Regions from separate parts of the Mus musculus genome. Here region 2 is linked to region 1. The links are chromatin contacts, called in public HiChIP or PLAC-seq maps. All regions are on one chromosome and are shown on one strand. Each heading gives the region's core, a stretch centred on a gene start, on an enhancer-like site or on the middle of the called end of the contact. The rest is flanking DNA. Distances are from core to core; before and after follow the strand shown. Region 1 overlaps Hectd1 (HECT domain E3 ubiquitin protein ligase 1). Region 2 overlaps Heatr5a (HEAT repeat containing 5A).

Region 1 (7,142 bases), core at 2,915-5,414:
TTATCTTTAAAATTTGATATTTAATTTTTTATTCAGGTTCGTAAACAATTTGTTTTGTTTGTTTTTGGAGATAAAGTCTTACTATGTAGCCCTTGACTGTCTGGAACTCAGTCTGTATTCCAGGCTGGCCTTGCATTTATAGCCATCTCTATCTGCCTCTGTTTCCTGGGTGCTGGGATTAAAGGCATGAAATACTAGTTTTTCTATTTTTTGTAATCAAATTTTAAGTGACAATTAAGGCTATGCTCTTTTTTCTAAAGTTTGTTATTGTATAAAAAATGTTCTTGCACTATCTTTTTTCATGTAATTTTTAAAAAATCATTTTAAAACACTTTCTGTCTAATGCATTTACAGGTCAACTGCAACATGGCCCCTTGACCCAGCGAAGGATGAAAAGCAAGGGTGGCGGCATGTCAGGCTGAAGCAGATGGGGAAGAACGCCAGTGGACAGACGCACTACCTCTCGCTCTCCGGCTTTGAACTCTATGGCACTGTGAATGGCGTGTGCGAAGACCAACTAGGTAATGAAAGGACTTGAGGCCTTCCCAGCTTTCTACAACTGTTTAGTAAAGTGACTTGATTTATATTTCTCTAATTCTGATCTCACAGGGAAAGCAGCTAAAGAAGCAGAAGCTAATCTTAGAAGGCAGAGGCGCCTGGTGCGCTCTCAGGTCCTCAAGTACATGGTTCCAGGAGCACGTGTTATCAGGGGCCTTGATTGGAAGTGGCGAGATCAGGATGGCAGCCCGCAGGGAGAAGGCACAGTCACAGGCGAGCTCCACAATGGTGAGTCATGGTTAGAACCTGGTATTGAACCCTGTGTCTTCCTTCTGTCTTCGGATTCTGTGTAAATTGTATAAATAATAGCAGACATTTTTAGAAGAACTGATAATGACGGCACATTAAAATGAAAAGAGCTGGAAGTAGTGGCATCTGTCTGCAAATCTCAGCACCCAGGGGCAGGGGCAGGGGCAGGGGCAGGGGCAGGATCTCAGTGTATGAGGCCAGCCCAACGGTTCCAGGCCACCCAGAGCTTCTTGGTTGAGACCCTTTCTAAAAAGTAACAACTCATTGACTTAGAATAAATAGTTAAAACAAAATCTTGGATTTTGACTAGAATCTATTTGTTAATATTGTCATGATTATGGAGCTAATATTAAGTATTTCAAGATACGTTTCTTCTCGTTTTCCTTTGTGTATTGTTCTCAAGTTACCACCAATTCCTGATAGGAATTTCTTGGTAGTTTTAGAATTTAGGCAATGCCTTTTTACTGTACTAAAGACACAGAGAAGAGAAAGGATTCGTGTTCACAGTTATTTTTCTATAGAGCAAGGAATAAGGAATAGTTTCCCAATCGCTTAGTAGGCAATTACAGTCTACCAGCCTCTGGAGGGAATTTAAACTGTGTTCTGTAGTAGGGCCAATTGTACAAAGAAAGTAAATTCATTTTAATCTTTGTGCTATAGATTTTAGCAAAAGTCCTTATCCAAATAATAAGCTACTGTTAACTCCCACTCTAGCTGCCTGGCTGTTTCTTTTTAACATTTAAGGGTTTACTTAGTAGCAAGTGATTTGCTTGAATCATAGTAGTTCTTTCTTACCAATTATACTGAGCATTAAAAATGTAAAATGCTATAATAAAAATTACGGGACTGGGACTTTGGCTCAGTTGGTAGATGGCTTGCTCTATGTATGTAAAGCCCTGGGTTTGATTCTTACATGTCTCTGATCCTCCAAATGTTGAAATTCAGTTTTAGCTTTAAACATGTCAGTTTTAAGTTTTCAAATACATTTCCCACAATAAGGAATCTTTTTATCTATGTTTGGAGCATAGGAATATTTTATATTTAGGTATAAATGTTTTACCTTTTAAAAGTTTTCTCAAACCTAATATAAATGGGGTGCACTTTTTAGTATATTCCCACATGGCATCAGGTATACCCATTGCTCTTCTGAAGAGTCTCTGTGTTGGTGGAACTACCTGTTTATCCACTTATTCTACAGGATTGTAAAGGGACTCTGTTAAATTCATCTATTCAATGGTCAAAGCAAAATATGATTAACTTGTCTTCTGGGTAAAACATACATATTTATATTTAATAGTATTCATATACATATGTGTGTGTATATATATATATATATATGTGTGTGTGTGTGTGTGTGTGGAGAGAGAGAGATTGATAATTTGAGTATATATTGTTATCAATGCAATATAAGTCTCAACTTTATTTGATACTGGGATGTATTTTTGAACCTTTTCTTATACTTCCTGTGTAGCAAATGAGAAAGTTAAATGTTGGTTCTTCAAAAGTTATTTCAGCAAGAAATACGAATACAAAATATATATAATATGCTTATATTATATCTACAATACATATACTATCTAAGCTTATGCAGATTTGCAGCAGTCAGTTTTCCTTTCAAATAACTCATGAATAGATAAGTGCAGGCGGCTCAGGGCTCCTCGGAGCCCCGTTACTGTGTGTCATGAACGGCGTGTCAAGTGCTCAGGGATGCTTACAGCTACTTACGCTCTCTACGAGCTCAGTGCACTTCCAAGTCAGAGCTCTTGGTGTGTCTCTTCCTGGGGAGTCAGCCTCTAACTAACGTAACACTGAACTTTCTATTAGCTTCCTTCTTAGGCAACTAGTTTTGGGGGGTTTTGTAATTTTATTACCCCTTTCAAAAAACTAACATTTTTCATATGTAAGTATAGATCCAATATCTTTTAATTTGTTAATAGCTTTAGTATATAAATCCTCAAAGAACTCAACTTGCTTTTAAATTGTTTCTAGGATGTTTTTGTGCGTACTCAAATCTAGTAAACTAAACCATAAAATCAACTAACCAGTAAACTTTGAGAAGACAATTGAAATGCCAACTTAGTATTTTATTTGAGCTAGTAATCTAAAATTTCTGTAAGTGACATAAGCATGCTTATCTGTCATTTTTTAGATTTTATTCCAACCTTTAAAATTAATGGTTAGTGCTTTTTTCAAGAAGAAACATTTGATAATCATATAGTCACATTTAACAGGTCAAAAATTTTCACTTGTTGAAATCTCAGTTTTTTCTTTTATAACTAATATTGTTTCTGTAGTTGGAAATGCAGTTTAGTGGTAGATGCCTGTATATGTCAGGCCTTAGATTTCACCCTCAGCATCAATTTTTAAAAGTGTTTTTTTCCCCTTTTAACAGAATACATGTAAATAATCAGTTTTTAATGTTTTTATATATCACTAGTTGGCCTGGTGGTAGTGACACTTGAGAGGCAGTGTCAGGCAGATTTCTGAGTTGGCTAGCCTGGTCTACAGCGTGAGCTCCAGAACAGCCAGGGCCACACAGAGAAACCCTGTCTTGAATAAAAGAAAAAAATTTACCAGTCTTGGGCTGTCCAGAGATAAATCTAATAAAAGGAAGAATTTTAGAGATATCCCAGAAACATCGTATATAATGCATACTTAATATTATTATGTGAGAATTAAATAGTATAGACCTTCAGATAGACTAATAATAGTATCAAATAATATTTTAATTAATCTGAGTTCAAAACTTGTCTTTTAGTTGGCAAACCTGTTGGTTAGCAATTGAGGGAAGTACAGCGCCATGAAACGCTGATCCCGTTTGTGGAGCTACTGTCTAACGCTCCTCTCTGCTTTCTGCTGGGTCTCACAAACTCCTGTCCCTTTCCAGGCTGGATTGATGTCACCTGGGATGCTGGTGGCTCAAACTCTTACCGTATGGGCGCAGAAGGAAAATTTGACCTCAAGCTTGCACCAGGGTACGACCCTGATACAGTGGCATCACCCAAACCTGTTTCATCCACTGTTTCAGGCACAACGCAATCATGGAGCAGCTTGGTGAAAAACAACTGTCCAGACAAGACGTCTGCTGCTGCAGGCTCCTCAAGTAGAAAAGGGAGCAGCAGCTCTGTGTGTAGCGTGGCCAGTAGCAGCGACATCAGCTTGGCTTCGACCAAAACGGAACGGAGATCAGAAATTGTAATGGAACACAGTATAGTTTCAGGAGCTGATGTCCATGAACCAATTGTTGTTCTTTCATCTGCTGAAAACGTCCCTCAAACAGAAGTAGGGTCATCTTCCAGTGCAAGCACCAGCACCCTAACAGCGGAAACGGGAAGTGAAAATGCGGAAAGGAAGTTAGGCCCTGATAGTTCTGTTCGAGCTCCTGGGGAGTCTAGTGCGATATCCATGGGGATTGTTAGCGTTAGCTCTCCTGATGTTAGTTCGGTATCTGAATTAACCAATAAGGAAGCAGCTTCACAACGACCCCTTAGCTCTTCGGCAAGTAACAGACTGTCGGTGAGCTCTCTGTTGGCAGCCGGGGCCCCTATGAGCTCCAGTGCGAGTGTACCTAACCTGTCCTCAAGAGAGACATCTAGCTTGGAGAGCTTTGTCAGGAGAGTGGCAAACATAGCACGGACTAATGCCACCAACAACATGAACCTAAGCCGAAGCAGCAGTGACAACAACACTAACACTTTGGGGAGGAACGTGATGAGCACCGCAAGTAAGTGAGCTTTCCTTCTGGGGTCCAGTACTTCCTGTGAGGGAGCTGAGGCTAGCCACGTCAGACAGACTGCCCTCTCAGATGCAGCACTTGGGAACTATGAAGTCAGGGTCTGAAGAACCTACAGTAGTTCAGGACTTGAGACTAGCTTGCATTTTATAAGAGACGGCTACACAAAACTACACGACAGATTAGCTGACTAGTTCCCACGGCACGCCTCTCACTCAGCCCCTGTATTCACTATAGCTTCCAAACGCTAGCTAACTCTAATTTTAAGTTACTAATGGGGCCAAGTGATTCCCATAAAATTACAATAAAATTAATCCTGTTGCTTATTTTTTGTAAAAGCTAGGCTTTAAAAGGTAATTATGGACTTTTTTTTTCCTTTTTTCTTTTTTTATTTTTTTTTTTTTTTTTTTTGTTTTCAAGACAGGGTTTCTCTGTGTAGCCCTGGCTGTCCTGGGACTCACTTTGTAGACCAGGCTGGCCTCGAACTCAGAAATCCACCTGCCTCTGCCTCCCAAGTGCTGGGATTAAAGGCGTGCACCACCACCGCCCGGCAGTAATTGTGTTTTTAAAAACAGTAAGTTTTAGTTGGTTTTCAGTTCGGTTCCCAAAGTTGTTGCTTTTCAATGTTTTCATTATTAATGTGTTTCATGAAATTAAAAAAATATTTTATCTTGATTTTTTTTTTTTTAAAGGTTCCTTCAATACTGCGTATTTAACTGATTTGCTTCATTTTTATTTTTAGCTTCTCCACTTATGGGTGCTCAGAGTTTCCCTAATTTGACCACACCTGGTACTACATCAACAGTGACAATGTCAACATCGAGTGTTACGAGCAGCAGCAATGTAGCTACGGCAACCACAGTTTTATCAGTGGGTCAATCATTAAGTAATACTTTAACCACCAGCCTCACATCAACCTCTAGTGAGAGTGACACAGGCCAGGAAGCAGAATACTCCTTATATGGTAAGTTACAGATCAAAGTTTATTAACTATACAATCCATCCATCCAACTGGATCCATTAACATGGTGCATTTTTCCTGGAATTCTTGATGAGGAATGGAATTTGAGGTAAGGTCTTACTTTGTAGCCTTAGCTGGTTTAGAACTCACTATGTAAACCTGGCTGGCTTTAAATTCACCTGTCTCTGCCTCCTGAGTGCTGGGATTAAAGGTCTGCACACCACGTCCATCCTTATATATTTTCAACCTTTTATATAAAATAATGTCTTTGTATAAAATGGAAAAACTCCATGATGTAGAGAAGATTAAAAAATTATCTGATTATAGGGGCTAGGAAGATGGCTCAGGGGTTAGTGTGGTTGTCGGTCCTACTGAGGACCCAGGTTTTTAGAAAAAAAATTAATAAAACAAGTAGAGTACCTACCTTCCAACCTGATCAGGTACATACCTGTGTGTATGGGGTTTGTTTGCTTGTTTAAGCTAAAGGGAATTGTGTCCTTTAGCTATTTCTTTTCCTCAGTGTATTTGAAAATATATCCCATTGTTTGATGTGTTTCTACAACATTTGGAATTACTGCCAAATATTCCACTATAGGGTGATCATGATAAGTTATACGCTTTGTCTAACAGTTACAACTTTTTCTTTCTCATAAACATAAATATACAACCTAGTATTGCTGTGGATCGCCTTAGGTTTGTTCTTTAAAGTAATTACTTCCAAAACAGTTGTCTTCCTGTCAAGATGAGTTGAAATATTTTTTATTTTTTTACCACATAGCCTTGATCATGTTTATTGTCTCCCCTTTGGCAATACTAGAAATCAAACCCAGGACTCACAGGTTAGGAGAACCCTCTGTCCTTGAACTGTATCTTCTGCCCTCTGTTCTTTTAAAAAAATATTTTTGATACTTTCAAAGAAGAGCTTATGTATGCACATCTGAATATGGGTATTGGAATCCAGAACAGGACGTCAGGTCCCTAGAAACTAGAGTTACAGGTGACTGTGACCTGCTCAGCATGACTGCTGGGGACTGAACTCATGACCTTGGCAAGAACAAGTGCTCTCAACTGTTGAGCCGTCTCTCCAGCTTTTCACTTTAGTTCTGGACTGCGGTGATCTAAATAGGGCTGTGAGTTTGCCATGTGAAAGGGAGTAAAATGTTGAGGCTGTTGGCTGTGTTAGGTGATGGAATCCCTCTTCTCTGTGCCTGACACTGACGGACCATGGAAGACTGCTAGTTAGAAGGATGAGAGTAACATAAGTCTCTCTAAAGCTTTCATGAGCATAAACCTAACGCAGTGTAAAGTTTCTTTTTTGAGAGACGTAATCAGTTCTGGGGCACGTTCAGATATTTGAAATTTGGAATGTTTCTGGTTTGTTTCTTTGTTCAGGATAGAATTTCACTGTGTAGTTCACCCTAGCCTTGCATATTTGATCTTCCTGCCAGCAGAGTCCCAAGAGCTAAGGTTATAGGTGTGTACCACCATTGGCTCTCAAAGCTTTTATTGTTCTTCTATACTAATAACAAAAGGGATGTGGGGGAAATAACTTAAGTGAATTGTAACATATCAGAAATTTTTATTATAGGAAGCTAAGAGTATACCTTAAAACCTGAACCAAAACCCTGTAATGTTTATGCT
Region 2 (7,142 bases), core at 2,948-5,447, 170 kb before region 1:
ATTTTTGTACAGATTTTTTTTCTTTTTTGTGTATAGGCATTTAGCTTGCGGATATATGTGTAACATATGCATGCTTGGTACATACAGAGGACAGAAGAGGGTGTTAGAGCTCCTAGAACTAAAGTTACAAATGGGTGTAAACTGCCTTGTAGGTGCTGGGAACAGAATCTGGGCTCTCTGGACAAGCAGCCAGTGCTCTTAACACTGAGCCATCTCCCCAGACCCCTCTCCTATGATTATTCAGTATTTGTGTATAGGGATATATACCTATGTATGTGTGTATGTGTGTGCGTAATTCAACTTGAAGACCTCAGAGAATATCACATATTTTCCTCTATTTCTCTACCTTTTTCATTTGAGACAGGGTCTGTTTTTGAACCTGGGGCTGGTGGAGTTTTTCTGTGGTTGGTTGGTTGGTTGGTTGGTTGGTTGGTTGGTTGGTTTTGGTAAGCTAGCAGCCAGCAAACCCTGATGTCTCTCCTTTTCCATGACACTCAGTGTTGTATTCTAGGCCATGGGGACACCCTCATCTCTTACATGGGTCCTGGGATCCAAATTCCAATCCTCATACTTATGCAGTGGGAACTCTATAGCCCTGAGTTTTCTCCTGGCCTTAGTAAATTCAGTATCTGGATATAACCTTGTATATCCAATGCCATTGCACTGGAGGAAGGCTGTACAATGTTCTTTTCTTAAACAACAACAACATCAGAAAGATGAGTAAGTCTGCCATGGTTGTAGAGGGGGCTGAACTGAGATAGGAGGATTGCATATTTGAGGTTGGCCTGGGCTAGAGAACAAGAGCTTATGTTAGAGAGAGAGGGGGAGAGGGAGAGGGAGAGATTGACTTAGGCATTTTATAATCACTATATAAAAGTTTTTACTTCTTATGAGTATTTTTATTGTGTTTTCTTGAACTCTATTTTATATGTATTTTTGTATGCCCCCACCCCACCCCTCTGCCTTTGTGGTGTTTGTTGCAGTATATGTGTATGTTTGTGCAGATGCACATGTAGGAGAGGTGGGCATGGGTGTGGATAAAATAAATTGACACCTGGTATCACAGTCATTCTCCACTGTGTCTTTAGAAACAGCGTATCATTGAATCTGGAGCCTCCTGTTTTGGCTGGACTGGCTGCCAGCTCCAGGACTTCCCCCTCCCCCACTGGTTACACACACTGTGCCAAGCCATGCTAACATAGGTTCTCATGTTCGTTCTGCAAACTCATAACAACTGAGCTATCTCCCTGGCCCCTATTTGTTTCATTTGTTATCAGAAATTTTTAGAATATTCTAAAATCCTAGAGGGATTTACTCAGTGGTAGAGAGTTGCCTAGCATGCATGAAACCCTGAGTTCAATATCCAGTACTGCAAAAATTAATAAATAAAATCCTAGCAGCTTCTAAAGGTGTATGACTGTTTTAGATACCATTACAAACTCATGGAATATTACATATTTGTATGTTTCAAACCAATGCAGTCATTATTCCTCTTGACCCATATCTTTGGCAAGCTGAAAGCCCAACAGTTTATTCACATGCCTTCTTAATGTGACCCTGGCCTTCTTTGGTGTTCGCATTATAAAGTGCCCTGGGTGCTGGACATTTTCCCAAAGCTTGCAGTTGCTACTCTTCTTTTTAATCAAGTCTCGATTCTTTGATTTTCTTAATTATTTTATTTTGATGTGTAATGGTGGGTGTGATGGTGTGTATCTCTTTAAGCTGAGCAGTTGGGAGGCAGAGACAGGCAGCTCTCTGTGAGTTTGAAGCCAACCTGGTCTACATAACAACTTCCAGGACAGCCAGAGTTACATAGAGAAACCCTGCCTTAAAAAGACAAAAAATCCTGTACTGGCTGATTTTATGTGTCAACTTGACACAGGCTGGAGTTGTCACAAAGAAAGGAGCTTCAGTTGGGGAAATGCCTCCATGAGATCCAACTGTAAGGCATTTTCTCAATTAGTGATCAAGGGGGAAGGGCCTAGCCCACTGTGGGTGGTGCAATCTCTGGGCTGGTAGTCTTGATTCTATAAGAGAGCAAGCTGAGCAAGCCAGGGGAAGCAAGCCAGTAAAGAACATCCCTCCATGGCCTCTCCTGCTCTGCATGAGTTCTAGTCCTGACTTCCTTTGGTGATGAACAGCAGTATGGAAGTGTAAGCCGAATAAACCCTTTCCTCCCCAACTTGCTTCTTGGTCATGATGTTTGTACAGGAATAGAAACCCTGACTAAGACTAATGCAAAACACCAAATAATAACAATGACAATAATTGCACACCAGACACTGAATAAATGCCTAACTCAAGCCAGGACTGCTGTCTCTATGAACCGAAAGTCTTGGAAACTATCCTATGAGGGAAATACTGTTATTTCTCTTACTAAAAATGAGAAAACTGAGGACAAAAAAGTTAAATTATTTGCCCAAGTTTACATATCTAAGTGGGCAGAACCAAATTAGCCTACTCAGGCCTCTCCCACACGTCTCCCCCAAAAGCCCATTGCATTTCCCCACGCTGCACAGTTCAGAGAGAGCACAGAGGAAGGGGTGCACACCCACAGCTAAGTGTGAAAGAATTCTGTTTGGGAAGAAAAGCTGAGGGGCTGGTGAGATGGCTCAGCAGGTAAGAGCACCTGACTGCTCTTCCAAAGGTCCTGAGTTCAAATCCCAGCAACCACATGGTGGCTCACAACCATCCGTAATAAGATCTGACTCCCTCTTCTGGTATGTCTGAAGACAGCTACAGTGTACTTACATATAATAAATAAATAAATCTTAAAAAAAAAAAAAAAAAAAAAAAGAAAAGCTGAGCTTTAGTTTTTAATGCGTCTTAGGGTGTTTTGTTTTGTTTTTAAATGATAATATTATCACTATATATTGCCTTTAAATACTTCTACTTTATTATTGTGAAGGCGTGTGCATGCCTGTGAGGTCAGAAAACCACTTCATGAGCTGGTCCTCTCCTTCCTCCTATGTGGGTGTTGAGGATGGAGATGGAACAGAGGCCTTCTGTTGTAAAGCGAGCGCGTTACCTGCTGAGCCGTCTCCTCAGCCCTCTCCATCACCTTTTATTGCATCTGAACGTTAACCTGGAACAAGTTGTTTCAGATGTTAACAGTGAGAAGCCTGGATTGTCGTTTACACCTGTCATCTTAGCACTGGGAGGCTGAGGCAGGAGGGTCATGAGTTCCAGGCCAGCCTGAGCTCCAAAGTGTACCTCAAGAAATAGACAGGCTGGAAAGATGGCTCAGAAGCTAAGAGCACTTGTTCATGCAGAGGACCCTGGTGCTGTTCTTACTACCCTCATGATAGTTCACAACCACTTATAATTCTGTCTTAGTTAGGGTTTTTATTGCTGTGGGAAAACACTGTGACCAAGAGCAACCTGGGGACGAAAGGGTTTCTTCAGCTTACAGTTTGTAAGGAACTGGTGCAGAGGTCATGGAGGAGTGCTACTTAGCAGTTTACCCTGCCTTCTTACAATACTCAGGACCACCCGTCTAGGGGTGGCTCCACCTCCCATACCAGTCATCAGTCAAGAAGATGCGGCACAGGCTTCACCACAGGCCCGGCTGGTGGGAGCATTTTCTCAGTGGAGCTTCCTTCCCAAATGACTACCTTGTGTCAAGTTGACAAAACTAGCCAGTGTACTCCAGTTCTGACAGATCTGATCTCTACAGGCATCATGCTCTTACGTGGTATACATGCATACATACATACATACATATATACATACATACATGCAAACAAAGCACTCACACATTAAAAAAAGTCTTAAAAATTCTTTTTAAACAAAAGACTGAAGTAGTCAAAATGTACAGATGTGCTACTGTAAACCTATAATAGGAGCATTTGGAAGAATGAGGCAAAAGCAGATATGGGGCTGGAGAGATGGAGCTGGAGAGGTGGCTCAGCCTTCTTGCTTTCCAGCTCCCATAGTCAGTACAAGGATCCAACAATCTAGCTTCCTTGGGCAACTTCACTTAAATGCATACCCAAACACAGACACACCTGTGTACACATAACTAAAATATGAAATAAAACGTTACTCTGAGGAATGTTACAATGTTGCTTGTTGCCATAGCAATTGTACCTTCCATTTATGTGCTATTGGCCAGATTTTCAAGTACACTAACGTTCACTCTGTCACGGGAGACAGTAGCTAGCTAGTAGCTGACACCCCGACCCAGGCTTGGCTGTTTAGTTCCTGTTTCTTTTTCTGGGCTGCAACACTTAATAACCATTCATTGGAAACCAGAAGATACAAAACATTGGAGTTGTACATTCAAGTATTTTCATCTTAAGGGAGACACCCCTGCTCCCTAGTCCAGCTCTAAGGAGTCACGTGAGGTTGTCTTTGCAGGTCCTGCCGTGGTCAGTCACCACCTCACTCGAGTTCTGCTGCTGTGGAAGTGTGTCTTTCCAGCGTCCCCCAGAGATCTAGAAACAGAAAAGAGCCGAGGAGACTCGTTTACCTGGCAAGTGACCCTGGAAGGCCGAGCCGGTGCTCTCTGTGGTAGGTTGACTGCCATCTCTCTTCTCCCTGGCCTTTCTTTACCCTTTGTACATTCTGTAGGTTTCATTTAGTGTAAGGGGACAGGAATCTGGCTGGTGTTTCCATACCTGAGTGTGATCAGTTAGCTGGTGATAACTCTGAGTGGTACTGAGCCAAGTCTGAGAGCTGGAGCTTTAGACTGACCACTGCATGTCTCAGACTCAGGCCAGATGGAAACCCACAAGAAGTAGTAAGAATTTGGGGCTGGTGAGATGGCTCAGCAGGTAAGAGCACCCGACTGCTCTTCCGAAGGTCCTGAGTTCAAATCCCAGCAACCACTTGGTGGCTCACAACCATCCGTAATGAGATCTGACTCCCTCTTCTGGTGTGTCTGAAGACAGCTACAGTGTACTTACATATAATAAATAAATCTTTAAAAAAAAAAAAAGGTAGTAAGAATTTGATTTAATTAGCCCTGGAGATGTGTGGGTCCCAGTTTGTATTTGTGACAGTGTATGTAGGCTTGACAATAACTTCTCACTATTAGTTTAAACTAAGGAAAATGGCTTTCTTAGAACAGGGACCACCACATGCTTGTTTTGTTTATCCAATGAATTTTACCCTTAAAAAGGAAAAAATTTTAATTTCAACCCGACACTCAGTCTGAACTATTTATTTTTCTCTTCTTCTGAAGCAGTCTCAGTTATTTGAGTAACTGTAAACTCATGCCCTGGCTAGAGTCTGCATGTTTCTGCAGAACTAGTGAGAAACTGACGGACTTGGAAGTCTAAGCTGCTTTTTTATTTATTTATTTTTAAAGATTTATTTGTATTTGTGTGTATGTGAAAATATCTCTTTCTCTCTCTCTCTCTCTCTCTCTCACACACACACACGCACACACATTGTGGGGGGGGGGGGGTTAACAGTGGGGTCAGAAAAGGGGTCAGATCCCCCTTGAAGTGCAATCAAAGCAACATGGTAACAGGAACCAGATATGAATCCTACACGTTTTTAAACAATGAAACATCTCTCTAACCCCTGATTTCTTTGTTTCTCTTCTTGTTTTAAATTTGAGATGTATTTGAGATTTGAGATGAGCTACTATGTAGCTCTTGCCGTCCTAGAACTTACTGTGTAGATCACGCTGACCTTAAACTCACTGCCTCTGATCTCAAGGGTTAAGCACAACCCAGGGCACCACCATTTTGTTAATTTATTAGTCTCTTAGCAATCCCAGGAAATTCTTGAAAAATATAATTAAAGATGGAAGATACTAGCTTCCTTTTTAATCATTAGAATTTCAAGATACTATTTTTTTTGAGCACTTCTTTGTAACATTGCTGATGCTATACATAACTGAATGTTCTGGTCTCGTGGCCTATGACTCTGTACAGGGAGTAAGTGTCTGTTCTCATTTTCAGCTGTCAAGAGTTTCATTTCGCACTGTGGTGATCTCCTTACTGAGGAAGTCATCCAGCGACTCCTGCCGCCGCTTCCCTGTGCTGTGGATCTGCTGACTCAGTAAGGATCAGTTCTTTAGACTGGAAGAGCTTTCTAAGAGCAGTTAGCTACCGCTCTGTAATCCCTTAGGTGTACTCATAATGCAAGCTGATAGACTTGATTCCTTTGGCAGAGGAAGGCAGTCATTTAGATATGTGACTTCTCTTCTTCTCTTTTAGGCTAGAAAAAATGCATATTAAAAGGGAAGGAAAATTACTTGGTGAATAATATACCTTTCATACAGGCAGTTTTAACAAGAAATTAAATCCTAAGCCTGCTAACCTTTGCAGGTATGCATTGTATTGGTTTGTTAGTGTTGTTCTATTTTCCAAAGAACTAGATACAGGTTTTTGTGTGTTTATAGTTCTTATAGTTGATTTATCATCTAGCTGATAAAACACAGGAAAAAGCCAATACTTTTTATTGTATGTATGTGTGTGTGTGTAACTTACAATTATAAGCACTAATTTCCAAATTAATTGGTATAAAGAACATTCTTTCAAAAGGTTTTTTATGATACGCCACTTTATGTATAAAGAAAAAATGCATTAAGGTACAGCCTAGAAGTATGATAATAGATGACCATCATTGAATCAAGCATAGCTAAAGCATTGGCTCTAAACGTTAAGGGCCACAGTAAATAATTTAAATTGTATAGGTTCTCAGATCTGCATCAAAATTTCTCAACTCTTATAGCTCAGAAGGAATCATACAGTGCTGGGCAGATAGGGGGACAGTTGTCCTGTTTAACACTGAACTAGAACATAAGCAACAGCCATGCCTTTGATCTGATAGCTTTCTCTCTTTTAGGTTGTTTGTCCTTTTAAGTTGACTTATAAGACTTTGTACATATTTGCAACACTATTGCTGTCCATTAAAAACTAAAATATATTTTTTTAATTAATATGTTCTCAATTTAAATGTCACATCTTTTTTGGTTAGTGTTGGAATTTTTGGGAGAGAGAAGGGTTGTTCTGGTTTTTTGTTGGTTTTGTTTTGTTTTTAAACAGTCTCTCTGTGTAGACCTGACTGTTCTAGAACTCTGTGTGACCAGGCTGACCGTGAACTCATGGAGCCCCACCTGCCTTTCCTCTCAAGTGCTGGGATACAAGGTGCATGCCACTGCTCCCAGGCTTCATCTTGTATATTTT

Evidence for each region. HiChIP or PLAC-seq counts read pairs in DNA pulled down with a chosen protein or histone mark.
Region 2: an H3K27ac HiChIP or PLAC-seq map of microglia shows a contact between it and region 1, with 4 times the contacts expected there. The contact joins two enhancer-like sites. A contact is called at or near these places in 12 of 484 Hi-C or Micro-C datasets (the G1E-ER4 cell line, LSK cells, bone marrow-derived macrophages and 9 more), 1 of 115 datasets of contacts at active chromatin or transcription factors (microglia) and 3 of 9 other capture datasets (adipose tissue, liver and pancreatic islet).

Annotation. Positions count from the first base shown.
Region 1 is chr12:51,765,918-51,773,059 of GRCm38.p6, reverse strand. It overlaps Hectd1 (HECT domain E3 ubiquitin protein ligase 1), which reads left to right. Exons shown (of 43, transcript NM_144788.2): 23 at 355-521; 24 at 610-786; 25 at 3,695-4,531; 26 at 5,283-5,504. Among named protein-coding and RNA genes, the nearest start is that of Gm5785, 59 kb to the left of the region's middle. Within about 2 kb of position 4,164, at least 30 of the 459 cell types and tissues checked have an H3K27ac peak or open chromatin away from gene starts, as enhancers often do. A contact at or near this core is called in bone marrow-derived macrophages and microglia, where this site is marked.
Region 2 is chr12:51,936,941-51,944,082 of GRCm38.p6, reverse strand. Heatr5a (HEAT repeat containing 5A) reads left to right here. Exons shown (of 36, transcript NM_177171.4): 12 at 4,360-4,512; 13 at 5,913-6,012. Among named protein-coding and RNA genes, the nearest start is that of Heatr5a, 31 kb to the left of the region's middle. Within about 2 kb of position 4,197, at least 16 of the 459 cell types and tissues checked have an H3K27ac peak or open chromatin away from gene starts, as enhancers often do. A contact at or near this core is called in bone marrow-derived macrophages and microglia, where this site is marked.